2 separate regions of the Anser cygnoides genome follow, and region 1 is linked to region 2. The links are chromatin contacts, called in public Hi-C maps. All regions are on one chromosome and are shown on one strand. Each heading gives the region's core, a stretch centred on a gene start, on an enhancer-like site or on the middle of the called end of the contact. The rest is flanking DNA. Distances are from core to core; before and after follow the strand shown.

Evidence for each region. Hi-C and Micro-C count contacts between places; a contact is called where the count stands out from the background.
Region 1: a contact with region 2 is called in a Hi-C map of liver, with 2.9 times the contacts expected there. The contact joins the enhancer-like site here to the promoter of TXN2 in region 2. A contact is called at or near these places in 2 of 7 Hi-C or Micro-C datasets (both in liver).

What each region holds. Positions count from the first base shown.
Region 1 is chr1:56,729,270-56,731,969 of Taihu_goose_T2T_genome, forward strand. The region is part of intron 6 of RBFOX2 (RNA binding fox-1 homolog 2); the gene reads left to right. Among named protein-coding and RNA genes, the nearest start is that of MB, 47 kb to the right of the region's middle. Within about 2 kb of position 1,337, at least 2 of the 3 cell types and tissues checked have open chromatin away from gene starts, as enhancers often do. A contact at or near this core is called in liver, where this site is marked.
Region 2 is chr1:56,485,727-56,488,426 of Taihu_goose_T2T_genome, forward strand. TXN2 (thioredoxin 2) reads left to right here and starts at 1,418. Exons shown (of 4, transcript XM_048048298.2): 1 at 1,418-1,540; 2 at 1,636-1,796. The coding sequence starts at 1,636. FOXRED2 (FAD dependent oxidoreductase domain containing 2) reads left to right here. Exons shown (of 9, transcript XM_066996741.1): 9 at 118-1,251. The coding sequence ends at 368.

The DNA of each region.
Region 1 (2,700 bases), core at 87-2,586, 240 kb after region 2:
TCTTCACAAGGAAGTTCCATCGTTAGTGAGTGGAGGTCCATAAAGAAACGCAAAGTAAGTAAAAAACTTGTGCAGAAAGCTGTATGGAAGCACTGAAGTCTTCATGTTTACAGTTAACCACAGGTTAATAATACTCGTTTAGGTTTGAATAACTCTACCTAAAAGACTGCGTGCTTGTCATGTGCGTTTATTTCTTCTTGGAGTGGACTAGGTGCTTTGAGTGAGCCACGCTGTCGTGAACTTAGTTTCCACTCAGGGAAACAGGTACCTTCCCGTGTTACAGAGGGCTTGTTTTCACTTTAATTCTATTTTTATAATTTTTGTTCAGATGTCATCAGTTGAGCCAGAAATTCAGATAAAGTTATTAACACAAAGAGCCTTAATGACAAATTAAGTATAAAGCAGTGTCGCTTTCTCAGGTCACCAAATCCCTTTATAATGCTCATGGTTTGCAAGAGACGTGACCTTTTATCCTAGTTTAGTCAAGAACGGTGAATTGCCTAGGTCACCTTCAACCCTGTAATACTAATAAGTTAATGAGTTAAATTTGTCCATACACTGTGAACTGGTTTATTTGAATTTGAATAATTAAGGCTGAAGCTGATGGAATGATAGTGTAAGCTGATTTGCTGCTCCTTGTGGGGAGGGGCACCTTCCTAGTGGTGCTCATGTCATCGTGCAGGGACTTGAATTTAGGGTGCCGAATTAGCAAAAAGAAAAAAAATAAAAAAGGAAAAAAAGGGAGAAAAAGAAAAAATCCAGCAGGGGGAGAGAAGGAGAAGCGAGAGCTCATCTTCTGCTGGTCTAGCGTGTCAAACTCGCTGACCACACAGCAAGGTGAACTCCATGTCAGATGAAGGGGGGAGGAGGAGGAGCGCACAACCGGCAAATTGTGGGGCCGCGCGACCTCTGCTCCGAGTTGGCTGGAGCTGATCCAGAGCTGCCAGCGCTTGCAGCCCTGGCTGCAATCCCACCATTCAGCCCTGTCCTCTGCCCCCTTCTCGGTTTTGTAGGAGGGATTGGCAGTGGAGCGACGCAACAAGCTGGATCGGGGAAGTGATCCAGCTTAAAAATAGCCCCGCTGTTGAGTTTTCTCTTTGGCGTGTGTTGTTTTTTTTAAAAAAGATGTATTTATTTATTTATTTGGATTTCTTTAGCCAGAGTAATTCCTGCATCTGTTTCACTAGACCGCACAGGTAGGCAGCTGGGTGGATGCTTTGTCCATCCGCGCCTAATGCCCCAGAGCAGCACAGGGGAGCTGGAAGGGCTGCTGAAGTGATGGCAGCCTCGGTTTACACTGGTTCCTTCACCAGTTTGAAGTGAGTGCGTGTGACTGATAACATGTGCTTCTGAATTTCGGGCAGTGTTCCCGTCGGTGCACCCAGACCTGCTCATCTCAGGTGGATTATAGCTGAAACCCTCCTCCTCTCCCAAATGCCTTGGAAACAGGTAGCCTAAACTTCTGCCCCTTGGCCATATTTTTCAGGCTCCTGAAAGTTTATTTGTAAACAAAGGTGGGGGGAAAAAATGGAGGAAAAAAAAAAAAAAACAAAAAAAAAAAAACAACCACGACCCAACAACTAAAGAGCACAGCAGCAGAGGAAGGCAAAGCCCATTGCTGGCTGCGTGCTCTAGGGGTACAAGGCAAAAACGCTGCTGCTGAGGTGACTGTCTAAACTCCATGACAAACAAAGGGTTAACAATGCATGGATTTCAAGGGGCTCTGTTTAGTTTCCTTTGTTTTTATTTTCTTTTTTTTTTGTTTTGTTTTATTTTATATTTTTGTTGTTTTTTTTGTTTAATTTCTGTGTTCTGGCCACACCCAGGAGAACCGTCTGCTTTTGATTTCTCCCTTTACGGTTACATGGTAAATTTTCTTTCTCATTCTTCAGAGATGGAAACGTTCAAATACTCTCTCTATATACATTTATTTATTTTTTTTTACACTGCTCATCATGTTGCTTGTTATTTATTGCAGAGTCTGAGGCCAGACTAAAAGGGTGACAGTTACTCGGTCTCTTCAGGCCCTTTGAATAAACCTTTGGGTAAAAAGGGGGTTAGTCTGGCCCTGCAAATTACTCATAAGTCCTAAATTTTTTTGCAGGGTTTATTTAGTGTTTGTGGGGTATGTTGAGGTTTAAATTTATTTTCTGCCTGGGAGAAGTTCCTGGCAGTTGGTGGAGGGGGAAATGTTGAAAAATTCAGCCTTGTTATCATAACAGCCTTATTAAACGGGAGTTATTTGTGTAAACTAAACTCTAGAAACGTTAAGTCTTTTTTTTTAACCCAGGATTGCATCTTCCCTTCCTCTGGCTCCATACCTAGTACTGTGGGGCAAACCAGTACTTGCTATAGAGCTGAGCTAGCAAATACTGTTTATCTGCCTCCTTTTTAATTTTTTTTTCTTTAAGGGCAAGACAACCTTGGGAGGGAAAACTGAGAATTGTTTGTTGTATATGTATTTGGGTACAAATTAATCCCTATTCTTTGCAGGTCATCTATGAGAAGGAATTAAAAATATATGTATGTGTTGTTTTCTCTCCCACATCAAAAATATGTGTATTTAATTGCTAGTTTTTAAGCTTAGTAATAATAGAAATGTCAAGCATGGTTCACCTATTTTTCCTGATTGAAAATTTGAATGTCTAAGGGTCGCATTAAGAAGACTAACCAAGTGGACACAAATATTGACTCCTATCA
Region 2 (2,700 bases), core at 168-2,667:
TCCCCGGACAGTAAAAAGTGCTGGTGCTGCGTGCGTGTTCCCAAAAGCCTTTGGGAATTGTTCTCTACAGGGTGTCTCCGGTGAGTCTCATTTACTTTTTTGTGCTCTCCCTGGCAGAATCCTGTTTCCTCTTCGCCCTCACCCGCCAGAAGCTGCCTCCCTTCTGCCAGCAGGGCTACGCGAGGATGCAAGGACTGGCGGGGAGCGAGAGGCTCCGGCGCCACGCGGTAGCAGCCGGCCTGCTGGAGGATTTTGCTGCCGCGGACTTCTCAGGTGACAAACTCCCCGACGGGGACCAGCTGCTGAAGGACCACGTCGTACCCGTCCGCCCGCTGCAGCATCTCGTTAACGCCAAGGACGAACTCTAACGTTTCTCCCGCCGCGCGGAAACCCACGGGTGCTGCTGTGCCAGTACTGTAACAGAGATCCCCGGCAGGGCTCTCCCCTCTCCCCCGCGCCTCTTCCATCCCCATCCCTTCTTCTGCCGTTCACGACTTGCCAAAGACCTGCTCAGATCTTGCTGTTACAGAAAGGACCGACGTGCTCCCAAGGACAAGGCAGGGCCTGAAATCCGGCGGTGCTGAGGCGCCCGCTTTGTCCTTGCAGTGCTCAGAGTTGCCTGAAGGTGGTGTTTATAGCCTAGGCCAGCATCTGCAGCGACATCCAGGGGTCCAAAAGGGGAGATTTGAGGGACGTTTGGGTGACTTACATTGTCACCTCCCTCTTGTGAGGTGACTTGCTCGTGTCCCGTGGCAGCCTGGTGCGGGCGCGCTGCTCCCTGGGTGCTGCGAGTGCTTCGGGATCTGTTTGTGTACCGAATCCAGAAGTGGTTCTCTGGGCAAACTGCACGGTATTTTTGCTGCCTTTGATTTAGGGCGGTGCCGGAGGTGGGCACAGAGGGGTGGTGGGTTTTTAGTTAAGTCCGGCGGGGATAATTTCTCATTTCCAGGAGAGCACTACAAGAGACCCTTCGCCCTACGCGGCTGAGCAGCCTGCCTCCAGTCCTAGGGCAGAGAGACTCACACTGACTGTGGGCCTGCTGTCCAAACATTTCTTCTCTGTACCAAACACCCTAAAAAGCCCCCCCACACACCCCGTTTTATAAAGCATGTCCGCCACCCCTCCTCTTTGCACTGCATCCCGACAAGAAAGTTCCAGGTGCACTTTGGTGACAAAACGCTCGTCCTGTTTCTTTCTCTCCCCTCCGCTCACCCCAAAACCCCTCTCCCAAGGGCTGGCTGGGTGGTGGGCTGCGCTTTCCTGCCCCTTTGTTATCCCCACGCGTTCGTGTGCGTCCCCCGGGGGGGCTCCACGCGGGGCCGGTCCCCTAAATCCCAATGAATCGCGGGGGTGCGCGACAAAGCTCCCCCAGGGGGCACGAAAAAGGTCCCCGCGGAGCAGCCTGCTCCGCCCCAAGCCGGCGGCTGGGTGCGAGTGACAGCAGCGGCAGCCACTGAGCTCCCGCAAACGGGGCGGGGGGGGGCGGCTCCATCCGCAGAGACGGCCGGAAGCGGGTTTGGGCACCTGCGGGCAGGGCGAGGTGCGGGGCCGCGGCCGCGATAGGGAGCGGGGTCGCGATCGGGACGGGGATCGCGACCGCCCCCCCGCCCTGACGCCCCCCTCTTCTCCCCGCAGATGGCGCAGAGGTTGGCGCTCCGTCGGCTGCTGGCCGGCCCCGGCAGGGCCTTGGGCACCTCCGCGGCCCGCCCGAGCGCCTTCAACGTGCAGGACGGCGGCGACTTCCAGGAGCGGGTGGTCAACAGCGCCAAGCCCGTCGTGGTGGACTTCCACGCGCAGTAAGTGCCCGGCAGCGCCGAGCCCCGGGGCACGGCGAGGCTCCGGTAACGCCCTTCATCGCTTCTCGGGGCTAAGTGTCCCCCCAAAAAACACAGAGCGACGTTAACGCGCGTTTTGTACCTCCCCGCAGGCTCACGCTGTGTCTCTGCAGCTCTAGCACCGTGCGCTCTTGGGCCAGAGCTCTTGACAGCCTCACGGTAGCAGAAGCAATGTTTGTGATCGATAAAACTGTTGTTGTGCTCTTGCCAGTTAAAATATTCCTGGATGTTATCCGCTGGATTAACGATGCCGATTATACTGCTTTTTCAAGTGTTTTCACGGTCCTGTAGTGCTGCCATAGGAGTTGTGGCTGATTCTGGGCAAACAGGCTACAGAGCAGCCCCAAAACAGCTGCACTAAACAGACCAAACTGACGAACCACAACCAACATTAACTGGGGTCATCCAGGGAGAAAAAGACAAATAATGGAAAGCCTGAAACCCAACATGGAAGGAGGCACAAAACTTACGTTTTGCATGAGCTTATGTTTTACATGAAAAGGGCACTCAGAGCTTTAACTTGTGTTTTCCTTGGCCTGAGGGAGTTCACAGCTCCCTAACCAGCGTGTTTAGGTGCAGCACTGTTTTCCCTGTGTGGGGCCTTGCAAAATCTGCCGTGGCTGCCATGTTCTTGCGTTAAACGCCTGCTATGTCTGCAATTTTTGCAGCTAACTCTGCAGTAAGTACACAGGCAAGCCTGTGATAATTGGCACGAGCCAATAGGTGTGCAGGTGGCTGCCCCCATGCCTGACAGCAACGCTTGCACCACGGCGGCGTTGTGGCCATCTGGGTTACAGCTCAACACGTGAGCAGGGCAGGGACGAACGGCTGAGCAGCAGAAGGAGGACAGCCCGGGCTGGGGGAG